3 separate regions of the Sus scrofa genome follow, and all the other regions are linked to region 2. Evidence: chromatin contacts called from public HiChIP or PLAC-seq and promoter capture Hi-C data. All regions are on one chromosome and are shown on one strand. Each heading gives the region's core, a stretch centred on a gene start, on an enhancer-like site or on the middle of the called end of the contact. The rest is flanking DNA. Distances are from core to core; before and after follow the strand shown. Region 1 overlaps TICAM1 (toll like receptor adaptor molecule 1). Region 2 holds the start of DPP9 (dipeptidyl peptidase 9). Region 3 holds the start of FEM1A (protein fem-1 homolog A).

Region 1 (3,993 bases), core at 637-3,136, 110 kb after region 2:
CCTGAGGGGGTGACAACTCAGTCTTCACTGTGCCCAAGGACCTGCACACAGTAGGAGCTCAATAAATGTTGGTTAGCCGAAAGGATGGAGGAATCTACATCCTCTCCATTCAGTGCCCAGTGAGCTCCATGGGGCACTGTGTCCCCAGGTCTGTGTCCCCAGCGCCCGTCACGGCCTGTACACAATAGGTGCCCACTAACTGTCAAAAGGGTTTACTGAGCAATTATTCTGTGGCACATCTTGTGCTGGCTTCCGAAAATACTGCAGTGACCAAGACAGATTGGTCCCCAACTCTCTCTGGGTGGGTAGAGTGTGGACAAGAAGCCATGAATTAACAAGTAACAAAATGAACTGGAATAGGAGCTCCTGTCGTGGCTCAGTGGTTAATGAATCTGACTAGCATTCACAACGATGCAGGTTCAATCCCTGACCTCGCTCAGTGGGTTAAGGATCCGGCATTGCCATGAGCTGTGGCGTAGGTCGCAGATGAGGCTCGGATCCCGTGTTGCTATGACTGTGATGGAGGCTGGAAGCTACAGCTCCAATTAGACCCCTGGCCTGGGAACCTCCATATGCCATGGGTGTGGCCCTGAAAAAAAAAAATGAACTGGAATATTGAAAAGAATTTTAAAAATCAAGACCATATGCACAGTCTCCATATGGGCTAGAATCCATGGAGAGAGCCCCCTGGCTCCTTCTCCTGTCCCAGAAGGCTACTTATGAGCTGTGTGACCTTAGATAAATGATGTCACCTCTCTGGGCCTCAGTTTCCTCATCTATAAACTGGGGACATTGCTTCTGGCTCCTGGGGTTGTAGATGAAATGAGCTTATCCAGCACATAAAGCCCTCAGCTCAGGGCTTTAAATATGCTGGGGTGACACAGGGACAGACCCAAGGACACTAGGGCCATTGTACAGGTGGGAAAGATGTGGCCCAGAAAAGGGCTATGACTTGTGACTATGATTGGGGGATGAAAGAGGGACTCACATTCTGAATGTGCCCACTCCTCCTCTCTCCTCTGCCTCTGCCAGGTCCAGCCCCCATCATCACTGGCCTGGACCAGTTCAGCAGACCTCCCCTGGCCCCCAGCTTCTGCCCTCACGCCCTAGTCAGCCTTCCTTGCCCCAGCCAGAGGGCGCTGGTGAGCACCTGAGTCAAGCCCCGCCCCTCTTCTGTCCACAACCCTCCAGGGCTCCCACCTCCCTGGGGGCAAAAGCCCAAGACCTACTGCACCCTCCCCTCCCTGGCGTCACCTCTTCCCTTGCTTCCCCTCCCTCTTTCTGCTCCAGCCACAGGGGCCTCCTTACTGCTCCTCTGACACACTAGGTCCAGTCCTGCCCCAGTACCTTTGCACTGCCTATTTCCTCTGCCCATAAGATCACCTTCCTTCCCAAGCTCTTCCAATCATGACCACCCCCTTCTCTTCCTCCCCATCTTGACTCTAATGCCACCTCCTCCTCAGAGAGGCCCTCTCTGGCCACCTGGGCCAGAGGCACTCCCTTCACTCGCCCTGTTTATTTCTTCCCAAGTCTCTTCACTTTCTGAAATGATCTTGCTTCCTTGTTTGATGACATATTCATCAACCATGAGTTTGATGCTCCCTCCCCTCGGCCTGAGCCTGCGATTGAAAAGAGAGCAGGGCACAGATCACAACTGTCTTTGCCCCTACTGCACCTCCAGGTCTGGGACAATCCTGGCACACAGTAGGAGCTCCATAAATGTTGGTTGACTAAACAAATGGCCTATGCCACGGCAACCGTCCAGTGAATTGCAGCCAACTCTAGCCTCCATAATCAGAAACTGGCTGTTTCCATGACATCACCCCACCCCACCCCACCAGAGAATCTGATCTCTCCAGGTTTCACTTCAAGGTGGGGAGGCCAGAACACAACAAAAATCTGAGCCAGCAGCTCAAAGAGCAAGTGGTGCACGACAGGCTGGGTGACTCACACCAGGCCTGCCCTTTGAGGAAGCTGGCAGCAGAGGAAAGGATACGTGAAGTCAATGTTCAGATCACACTGTTGAGCAAGAAGAGGCTTGCAGCTTCCTGGCTCACCTGGCTCTTCTGGGCTGGACCTTCATTCCCTCCCTTGGAAATCCAACTACTTCACGACAATCTCCCCACTTTCGATCTGTGTGACTTTGGGGACCAGAATTCACCCCTTTGGGCCTTGGTTTTCCCCATATGTAAAATGGAACCAGCAATAGAAGCTTTTCCCTGGGGAAGACAACAATACATTTATTTATTTAGTCTTTTTTTAGGGCCGCACCCAAGGCAAATGGAAGTTCCCAGGCTAGGGGTTGAATGGGAGCTGTAGCTGCTGGCCTACACCACAGCCACAGCCATAGCCACGCATGATCGCAGCCACATCTGTGACCTACACTACAGCTCACAGCAACTCGAGATCCTTAACCCACTAAACGAGGCCAGGGGTCGAACCCACGTCCTTATGGATACTAGTAGGGTTCATTACCACTGAGCCACGACGGGGAATCCCTGAAAATACATTTAGATATTTATTTATTTATTTATTTAGTCTTTTTTTGCTATTTCTTGGGCCGCTCCCTCGGCGTATGGAGGTTCCCAGGCTAGGGGTTGAATCGGAGCTGTAGCCACTGGCCTACGCCAGAGCCACAGCAACGCAGGATCCGAGCCGCGTCTGCAACCTACACCACAGCTCACGGCAACGCCGGATCGTTAACCCACTGAGCAAGGGCAGGGACTGAACCCGCAACCTCATGGTTCCTAGTCAGATTCGTTAACCACTGCGCCACGACGGGAACTCCCATTTAGATATTTAAAGCCTCCAGAATGGATAAATGGTGAGTGTTTGACAAATGTTAAAATTCTACTCTTACTCCATCCTGACCAATGAAATGAGAGCAAATGTGCACAACTATGGCTCATGTCATTCAAAGTTCTCGCTTTAGGTTTGCTTTTATGGCAATAGTAGCCCAGTTTTTATCTTGACAAAGGGCAAGGCAGAGGTCCCCCAGAGGACAACGGCACTGCTGAAGCATTCAATAAATATTTATTACAATTAAAACTCCATTCTAATACCCCCCAGCCCATTCCCCACCACCACTCTCCAAAAGGAGAGAAAGAAATGTGTAAACTCACATCCAGTTCTGGCAACCTGGAGAACCAGAAAGGCAAGAGGCCCATTTTGCACCATTTCCTGAGACCCAAAGGTCTCCCCAGCAGTGTCCTGAAAGTAGCGGATGACCCCTGTTCCACTGCCTCCTGGAGATGGGGGTGGGGGAGGGGCAAGGCTGAAGTCATCGGGTCCAGACATTTGGTCATTGCGTTTCTGGTGACTTGTCCTCGGGCGCCTGGGTCCCTCTCTGGTTCCACATGTGGTTATTGAGCCCCAGTTGTACCATTTGAGCATGGTGGATGATGAGAGGCTGCACCCCAGAGCTCTGAGGGTTCACAGGGGAGGACTGTGACGCAGCCGGAGGCTGTGGGAAGGCAGGAGGCTGAGGGAAGGCAGGAGGCTGCGGGAAGGCAGGAGGTTGCGGGAAGGCTGGTGGGGGCGTGCCTGCCAGCCACGGAGACACAGGCGGTGGCTGAAGGCCAGGCCAGGTGGGAAAGGGTGGTGGGGCTCCCAGGGGCCCCTGTTCTCCAAAAGGCGCTGGGGGTGCAGAGGGCAGCTGAGCCCCAAATGGCATGTAGCTCGCGAAAGCCATCTGAAGCTTCTCCAACTGCGTCTGGTAGGACAGGTAGCTATGGATGTAGGCTGAGCACGCCGCACCCCACGCCGCTGCCTGCTGCCGCTCACCCTCCAGGTGCTGGCTCTGCTCCCGCAGGGCCCGGGCGTCCTGTTCCTTCCTCCACTTGGCTTTGCGGGCCCGCAGCTTCTGGGGCTTGAAGGTGTTGGCCACCTTCCTAGCGAAGATCTGGGAGTGCTCGTCCAGCCACACCAGGCTACTGAGCAGACTGGACGTGCCGGGGCTGAGCTGGGCCAGGGAACTCTCCAGGGGCAGGAAGG
Region 2 (4,074 bases), core at 1,262-3,761:
CCCTTCTCTGGGTGGGTGAGCAGCCCCCCACAACAGGATGTCCGCTTCACAGAGGCAGGTGCTTATCTGTTCCCACTGTGGCCCCGGCACACAGGCAGCACTCCTTAGACATCTCAGGTGGAATGAAAGAGTCCTTGTCCTGACTCGAATGCTGTGTAAAGTCAAAGGGAACCCTGGTAACTTCTTGGTGAGACAGATGCCCAGATGTTCTGAGAAAAATAAAGCAGCGCCTGGTCCCAGGACAGTTCTTATGGAAGAAGTGAAACAAAATATCACCACAAAGAAGCACTGATTTCACTCTCAGTCCAGTGGTGAAAACTGAGGGCTCTAGTGTCAGAGAGATCTGGGTTCAAATCCTGACTCTGCCACTACTGGGTTATGTGACCTTGAAGAAACCACCTAACCTCTCTGTGCCTCAACTTCCCCACCTATAAAATGGAACTACAGTGCCTATGCCTAAGGCTACTCTGAGAGTTAAAGGAGACTGCACAGCTAAAACAGCTGACGAAGCAGAAACTACAGGACAGCTAACACTGTCATCTAAAAAAGTTGCTTAAAATTACACCAAGGGGGAGTTCCTACTGTGGTGCAGTGGGTTAAGGATCTGGCATTGCTACTATGGCTTGGATTCAATCCCTGGCCTGGAAACTTCCATGTGTGGCCAGTGGCCATTAAAAAAAAAAAGTTACACTAAAGTTGTTTTTAAGAGCCAGAATTCACACCATCTGCAGATTGAGTGCCAGGCACAGTGTTAGGGGTGCGAGGTGCAGGCACACATCGGCCAAATCCAGCTGGAAATCAGCAGGCCCTCCTTTTTCTCCCCCAGTCCTTCAGGGGCAGCTAGAGTGGGATGCTGGAGAGAAAGAAAACTCCAGCAAGAGCACACAAAGCTGCCTCCACTGGGCTGGCTCCCCACCAACTGTCCCCAAGGGCAGTGACCCCAGGACTGCAGGAAACCACTTCTTGCCAAATGCTGTATTCTAGAGCAGGCAAATGAATCCCACCAGCCCACACCTGGCCTTCCTGGCCACCCCGCCCCAGCACCACTGACCTTCTAAAGGGTCCAGAAAGCCTCCATTCCGGCTGCAGACGTGACACAGACCTTAACAGAGTAAATGTGCCATTAACGGGGCAACTTAATGGAGAGACTGGCTAACCACTCACTCTCCTTCCATTCAGGAGTCCTCAAGGGTCGGGCCTGATTCTCTGTACCCAGTATATCCTAATGATGCCTCACAGCCCTGCAGTGCTGTCTGCATGTCCTGAACCATACCCTACATGCATGACCAGCCACTGGGCCCAATTCGCCCAGGATTCAGCAGGGCACTACAGGGATTGGTGACTACAGGGCACCCCTTGGGCTTAAGTCCCAGCTCCTGGAAAGATTTGTTCCTGTGGTCAAGGCAAGTGACTTCCTGGAGTGCGGGCAGGCGGAGATGGGGGCGGTGGAGAGTCAAAGGGAACTAGCTGGATCAAAGGGAACTAGCCGCTTCTGATGGCTTAGCTGCCACATGGATGGGAAAGTGTCAAGACTGGGCTAAGCCTATGTAGGAAAAGGTGGGTGGCTGGAGAGGCCTGGGAGGGAAGCTGAGAGAGGCGGCTGGACCTTGTGAGGATGCGGGTGAGGAGGCCAAGCGTTGGGGAGGGGTGAAAAGGTGGGGGTCAGGACGCAGGTCAGGGAGGTGGCCTCTGCTCTCAGATAGGTAGTATGTGTTTGCATGGGGAGGGGGAGAAGACGGGGCCCTCCACAGCCTGCAGGGAAAGGAAGGTGTTACCAGGTGCGGCACCCCCGGAAGGAGCCAGAGATAGGTGGCCTGGGCAGCAAAGGGATGGGAGAGAAAGTCGGGTCGGGCCGGGCCGGGCCGAGAAGAGGCTGAGAGGTCGCGCGGCAAGCGGAGGGGTCGAGCGGGGAAGATGGGATGAAGAGAGGCGGGGACTGGAGGAACCGCGAGTCTGGTCAATGGCGGGGCCAGAGTGCGCGGACCGGGGCAGAGGGCACCCGGTAGGCGGGTGAATGGAGAGTCCACGGTTGAGGCTCAGGCGGGCCCGGTCAATGGTGGGTTCAGGGTCGCGGCCGGGGCCGGACGGGGCGCGCGGGCGCAGCTCACCAGGGCTCGGGGCCGGTGCAGGGCGGCGGCCGGGCTGGGCAAGGTGTCCCGGGGCCAGCGGCACCTCAAGCTCGGGGCTCCATGCCCGGGACTGCGGCCCCGGAAGTGGCGGGCGCGGGGGACAGCGGAGGCGGCGGACACTGGGGTACCCGGCAGCTCAGGCCCCTTTGACCCGGAAGTCGAGCGGCCCAGGCGGCGGCCTGGGATTGGCCACCGCTCGGCCGGCACCAAAGAGGCCGGAGCACTGGGGGGGGACACGCCAGCATGCCCCCGCATCCAATGGAGTGAAACGTCCCTTGGGTTGCTCCTTCCTGTGCCGGGAGAGCTATTAAAGAGAAAGACACCCCCTCAAGTAACTTGGTATCGCCCAAATAAACGTAATACTTCTACTAAAGAAACCTAAGAAAATTGTGTTCCATCGTTGCGTTGGTGGTATAGTGGTTAGCATAGCTGCCTTCCAAGCAGTTGACCCGGGTTCGATTCCCGGCCAACGCACATGGTTAAGGAGCTTTTCCATTTTTCCCTGCTCTTACGGTCCATTTAAAACTTTCTGTAGTAATATTTGTATTACTTTGCAATAACTTATAAAATCCCATATCTACAAAGATTAGAGAAATAAAAAAAAGAGCATAGAACCTGAATTTCTACTGCAGTTATTTTGAAGCAAATTTTAAAATTCTATAATAAAGAAATGATAAAGGGAATGTTTCCACCCGGGATCAAACAAGGGACCTTTGATGTGTTAGGCGAACGTGATAACCGCTACGCTAAAGAAACCAATATGGGTCATATTTTTTTGGGCTTATTATAGACAACGTTACAGGACCTGTTACATTATACTCCCAATATGAACATTTGGTTCTGTCAGCCCAGGTGATTCTCGTTCTTTCTGAATATCCATCCCTCGGCTTGACGCGGTTGGAAGCTGGAAAAACACAGAATAAAAAAATCTAATAACCCCCATTCCCAACGCTCGCACGCGCGCACACACACACACGCACGCACACACACACGATTAAAACAGTCCAAGACAAAAACTGTTCACAAATCCATCCTGAGGGCAAACAATGTTTCTTTAGTTTGTCTCATGCATAGATTCTTTATTTAAACTCTTACCTGTATACAAATATACAAATATTAACTATGTTGCTTCAGCCCAAACCACTTTCTACGAGAAAGAAAGGTCTTTCTGTAAAAGACCTGTAAAGGACATTAGGTACAACTAATTTGGAAGGGGAAGAAAAAAAAAAAAAAATCTCGACGTAGAAGATGATGAAAATGACTTTTCATCTCATAACCCAAAGTTAACTCAGTTTAGGCCAGTCCGTTTTTTTGTTGGTTTTTTGTTTGTTTGCTTTTTTGTTTTTTTTAAGAGAGATAGGAGGAAGGGAAATGGTAAGAATTTAGGATCAAGCCTAAAAATAATAAATAATGGAGAGGGTGTGGAGAAAAGGGAGCCCTCCTCTACTATTGCTGGGAATGTAAACTGGTGCAGCCACTATAGAGAACAGTATGGGATTTCCTCAAAAAAACTGAAAGTAGAGCTACCATCTTGCAATCTGAAAACATGCATATGGTCATATGTCATGAGAAAATCATAATCTGAAAAGATAAATGCACCCCAATGTTCACAGTAGCACTATGTACAATAGCCAAGACATAGAACCAACCTATTAGACTAATAAGATGTGGGGGAGTTCCTGTTGTGGCTCAGCAGTAGGAACACAAGTATCCATGATAATGCAGGTTTGATCCCTGGCCTTGCTCAGTGGGTTAAGCATCTGGCGGTGCGTGAGCTGCGATGTAGATCACAGATGCGGCTTGGATCTAGCCTTGCTGTGTCTGTGTTGTAGGCCAGCAGCTGCAGCTCCAATTCCATCCCTAGCCTGGAAACTTCCATATGCCATCAATGTGGCCCTAAAAAGCCAAAAAAAAAACAACAAAAAAAAAAGTGGTATACGAGTTC
Region 3 (3,643 bases), core at 554-3,053, 89 kb after region 2:
CGTGAGCTGTGGTGTAGGTCGCAGACTCAGCTCGGATCCTGCATTGCTGTAGCTCTGGCGAAGGCCAGTGGCTACAGCTCCGATTAGACCCCTAGCCTGGGAACCTCCATATGCTGCAGGAGCGGCCCTAGAAAAGTCAAAAAAAAAAAAAAAATGTCACAGCTGAGCAGAATCTTTGGAATTGGTCTCTAGACATGAGTCCACCTTCTCCCCCAATTACTGGCTTTTCTGAATAAATTACCTTGTCTTTCTACCAACACTTGCCCCTCGATTATTGCCTTCTGAGTGGTGAGCACCTGAATCCAAGTTCAATAGCATATGTTTATACATATACACATGTACACATAATATATATGTTATATGTGTCTATATATATATGTATATATATAAAGATATAACTCCCAATGGGATAAATCCTGCTGGGTTCTGTTTCTCTGGAGAATTCTAACATAGCCACCCAGGCTGCGGTATTTGTTACAACACACTGAACTGACTAAAACAGAGTATTTCTCAAGATTCATGAAGAACGGGGGTACCAGGGAGGGCACCCACTAAGTGGCCAAAGAATCATCCACGAAGACCTGAAGTCTCAGCTGAGACCTGAAGAAGGCCCAAGAGGCAGCCAAGTGAAGAGGGTATGGAACAGTGTTCCGAGCAGAGGGAATGACACACACAAGAGTGTGGAGGTGTAGAGAACAGTATGCATTTCTCAAACATTCCTGGAGGAAGGACCCCGTTCTTCATCCTTACCATAATTTCAGTAACCTTGGGGCACAGAGCAGCAAAATGGTGGCAAGAGTGTTAGGGAGAGGGTCTGACTTCAGGGGTGGGGTTCAGGCTTCACTGGAGGTGTCCACCCGTGCAGTCAACCGGAAGAGCCCCACACTTGGTTTAATGTTCTGCCATCCCTGTTGAGAAATTCTGAACTACTTTTAGACAAGAAGTTCAACATTTTCCTTTTGCACTGGGCCCTGCAAATTACATAGCCACTTCTGCCTGGGTTCAAATCCCAACCTTGCCATTTACTTGCCCTGTGCCCTTGGGCAAGTTACTGAAAATTTCAAAGCCCCCAACCCCAAATGATACGCACAATGATAGTGGAGAAGGGCTGAGGCAAATTAATTTAGATTTTGTATTGAGGATGTTGAGGGTTGAAGGAGAAAAACTAAAATTTTAACTGGGTATTAATGAGTGAGTAAATAAATATATGAGTATGTGAATGAGTGAGTGAATGAATAAATGAATGAATGAATAAGAAGGGGAGGAGCGCTAGACACCGACCCTTACGGCCACCTCTAGTCAGTCCCTGCTTCCCTAACATCCCCACCCCTCCTCACTTTCCTGTCTCTCCCGAGCGCCCCCTGCCGTTGCGCCGCTCAGCCTCGCCAAGCTCGAATCAGACCCCGCGCCTGGTTCTCGCTGCCGGTTGGCTCCGAGGCTGGCCTTTCGTGGAAAGTAGTCCTCTGCCCCGCGTCTACGTTTCCTATCGGCTCCGGTACTGTGACAGCCACAGGAAGTACGTAGCGAAACTTTCTCCAGGTCCCACAAGCCATCGCATAGCACTGCATGACGGGAGTCGTAGTCCTCGCCTCGCCTATTTCTGACACCATTCACTCAGGTTGGAACTACAATTCCCGCCATGCATCGTGTCCTCACGTCATCGCATCTGACCCTCGGCCTTCTGGGAGTAATAGTCTTAGCACATCACCGTTCCTTTTCTGTCCTACGGAGCGGGCTGGCTCAGAGGACTACACTTCCCAGCATGCTCCATTCGTCCTCGGCACCAGGCCACGACAGCCATTTTGTTCCGCCCGAAAAGCCCCTAAAATGGCGCCGGGGGAGACGGTGAAGGTTGCCGCCTGCCTGTCTGGGCTCTAGTCCGCCGTCACCCCGTGCCCTCTTCCCCCGGCGGCAGGCCCATGGCCTGGCGGAGGCCCGGACCATGGACCTCCATACCGCCGTGTACAATGCTGCCCGTGATGGCAAGCTGCAGCTGCTTCAGAAGCTGCTCAGCGGCCGGAGCCGGGAGGAGCTGGAGGAGCTGACGGGCGAGGTGGCCAGCGGGGGAACACCGCTGCTAATCGCCGCCCGCTACGGCCACTTGGACGTGGTCGAGTACCTGGTGGACCGGTGCGGCGCGAGCGTGGAAGCAGGCGGCTCGGTGCACTTCGATGGCGAGACCATCGAGGGCGCGCCGCCGCTGTGGGCCGCCTCTGCTGCGGGCCACCTGGACGTGGTGCGGAGCCTGCTGCGCCGCGGGGCCTCGGTGAACCGCACCACACGCACCAACTCGACGCCCTTGCGCGCCGCCTGCTTCGACGGGCACCTGGAGGTGGTGCGCTACTTGGTGGGCGAGCACCAGGCGGACCTGGAGGTGGCCAACCGGCACGGGCACACGTGCCTTATGATTTCCTGTTACAAGGGCCACCGCGAGATCGCCCGCTACCTGCTGGAGCAAGGCGCCCAGGTGAATCGGCGCAGCGCCAAAGGCAACACGGCCCTGCACGACTGTGCTGAGTCTGGCAGCCTGGAGATCTTGCAGCTGCTGCTCGGGTGCAACGCCCGCATGGAACGTGACGGCTACGGTATGACTCCGCTGCTGGCGGCCAGCGTGACGGGCCACACCAACATCGTGGAGTACCTTATCCAGGAGCAGCCTGCTGGGGAGGAGACCCGGCCAGGGCTGTCCCGAGAAGGCCCCACCGCCAGCCCGGCGTGCGTGCAGCCCCAGAGCCCCCGCTGCTGCAGCGCCTCCCCAGAGGAGCCGCTGAGCGGTGAATCTTCCGAGAGCTGCTGCCCCACCAGCCGGGAAGCTGCCGTTGAAGCCTTGGAATTGCTGGGAGCCACCTACGTGGATAAGAAGCGGGATCTGCTTGGGGCCCTGAAACACTGGAGACGGGCCATGGAGCTGCGTCACCAAGGGGGTGCGTATCTGCCCAAACCCGAGCCCCCGCAGCTGGTCCTGGCCTATGACTATTCCAGGGAGGTGAATACCGCTGAGGAGTTGGAGGCACTCATCACCGACCCGGATGAGATGCGCATGCAAGCCCTGTTGATCCGCGAGCGCATCCTGGGGCCCTCCCACCCGGACACTTCTTACTATATCCGTTACCGGGGCGCGGTGTACGCCGACTCAGGCAACTTCGAGCGCTGCATCCGCCTGTGGAAGTACGCCCTGGACATGCAGCAGAACAACCTGGAGCCTCTGAGTCCCATGACCGCCAGCAGCTTCCTCTCCTTTGCCGAACTCTTCTCCTACGTGCTTCAGGACCGCTCGGCCAAGGGTAGCCTGGGCACGCAGATCGGCTTTGCAGATCTCATGGGGGTGCTGTGCAAAGGGGTGCGGGAAGTGGAGCGGGCCCTGCAGCTGCCCAAGGAGCCCGGGGACTCGGCGCAGTTCACCAAGGCCCTGGCCATCATCCTCCACCTGCTCTATCTGCTGGAGAAAGTGGAGTGCACGCCCGACCAGGAGCACCTGAAGCACCAGACGGTCTACCGGCTGCTCAAGTGCGCCCCCCGCGGCAAGAACGGCTTCACTCCTCTGCACATGGCCGTGGACGCGGAGACCACGAACGTGGGCCGCTACCCGGTAGGCAGATTCCCCTCCCTCCAGGTGGTCAAGGTGCTGCTCGACTGCGGGGCT

What was found. Promoter capture Hi-C pulls out the DNA fragments that hold promoters and counts their contacts. HiChIP or PLAC-seq counts read pairs in DNA pulled down with a chosen protein or histone mark.
Region 1: a contact with region 2 is called in an H3K27ac HiChIP or PLAC-seq map of alveolar macrophages. The contact joins the enhancer-like site here to the promoter of DPP9 in region 2. A contact is called at or near these places in 1 of 5 promoter capture datasets (liver), 9 of 47 Hi-C or Micro-C datasets (blood, embryonic fibroblasts, epiblast stem cells and 4 more) and 2 of 2 datasets of contacts at active chromatin or transcription factors (alveolar macrophages and skeletal muscle).
Region 3: a promoter capture Hi-C map of fetal liver shows a contact between it and region 2, with 3 times the contacts expected there. The contact joins the promoter of FEM1A here to the promoter of DPP9 in region 2. A contact is called at or near these places in 2 of 5 promoter capture datasets (fetal liver and liver), 18 of 47 Hi-C or Micro-C datasets (alveolar macrophages, blood, brain and 9 more) and 2 of 2 datasets of contacts at active chromatin or transcription factors (alveolar macrophages and skeletal muscle).

What each region holds. Positions count from the first base shown.
Region 1 is chr2:74,020,119-74,024,111 of Sscrofa11.1, reverse strand. TICAM1 (toll like receptor adaptor molecule 1) reads right to left here. Exons shown (of 2, transcript NM_001315738.1): 2 at 3,015-3,993. The coding sequence ends at 3,302. Among named protein-coding and RNA genes, the nearest start is that of TICAM1, 18 kb to the right of the region's middle. Within about 2 kb of position 1,886, at least 15 of the 83 cell types and tissues checked have an H3K27ac peak or open chromatin away from gene starts, as enhancers often do. A contact at or near this core is called in alveolar macrophages, embryonic fibroblasts and liver, where this site is marked.
Region 2 is chr2:74,132,957-74,137,030 of Sscrofa11.1, reverse strand. It overlaps DPP9 (dipeptidyl peptidase 9), which reads right to left and starts at 2,511. Exons shown (of 22, transcript XM_021084042.1): 1 at 2,109-2,511; 2 at 1,052-1,102. TRNAG-UCC (a tRNA gene) reads left to right here and starts at 2,532; the gene lies at 2,532-2,603.
Region 3 is chr2:74,043,283-74,046,925 of Sscrofa11.1, reverse strand. It overlaps FEM1A (protein fem-1 homolog A), which reads left to right and starts at 1,803. Exons shown (of 1, transcript XM_021084041.1): 1 at 1,803-3,643. The coding sequence starts at 1,943.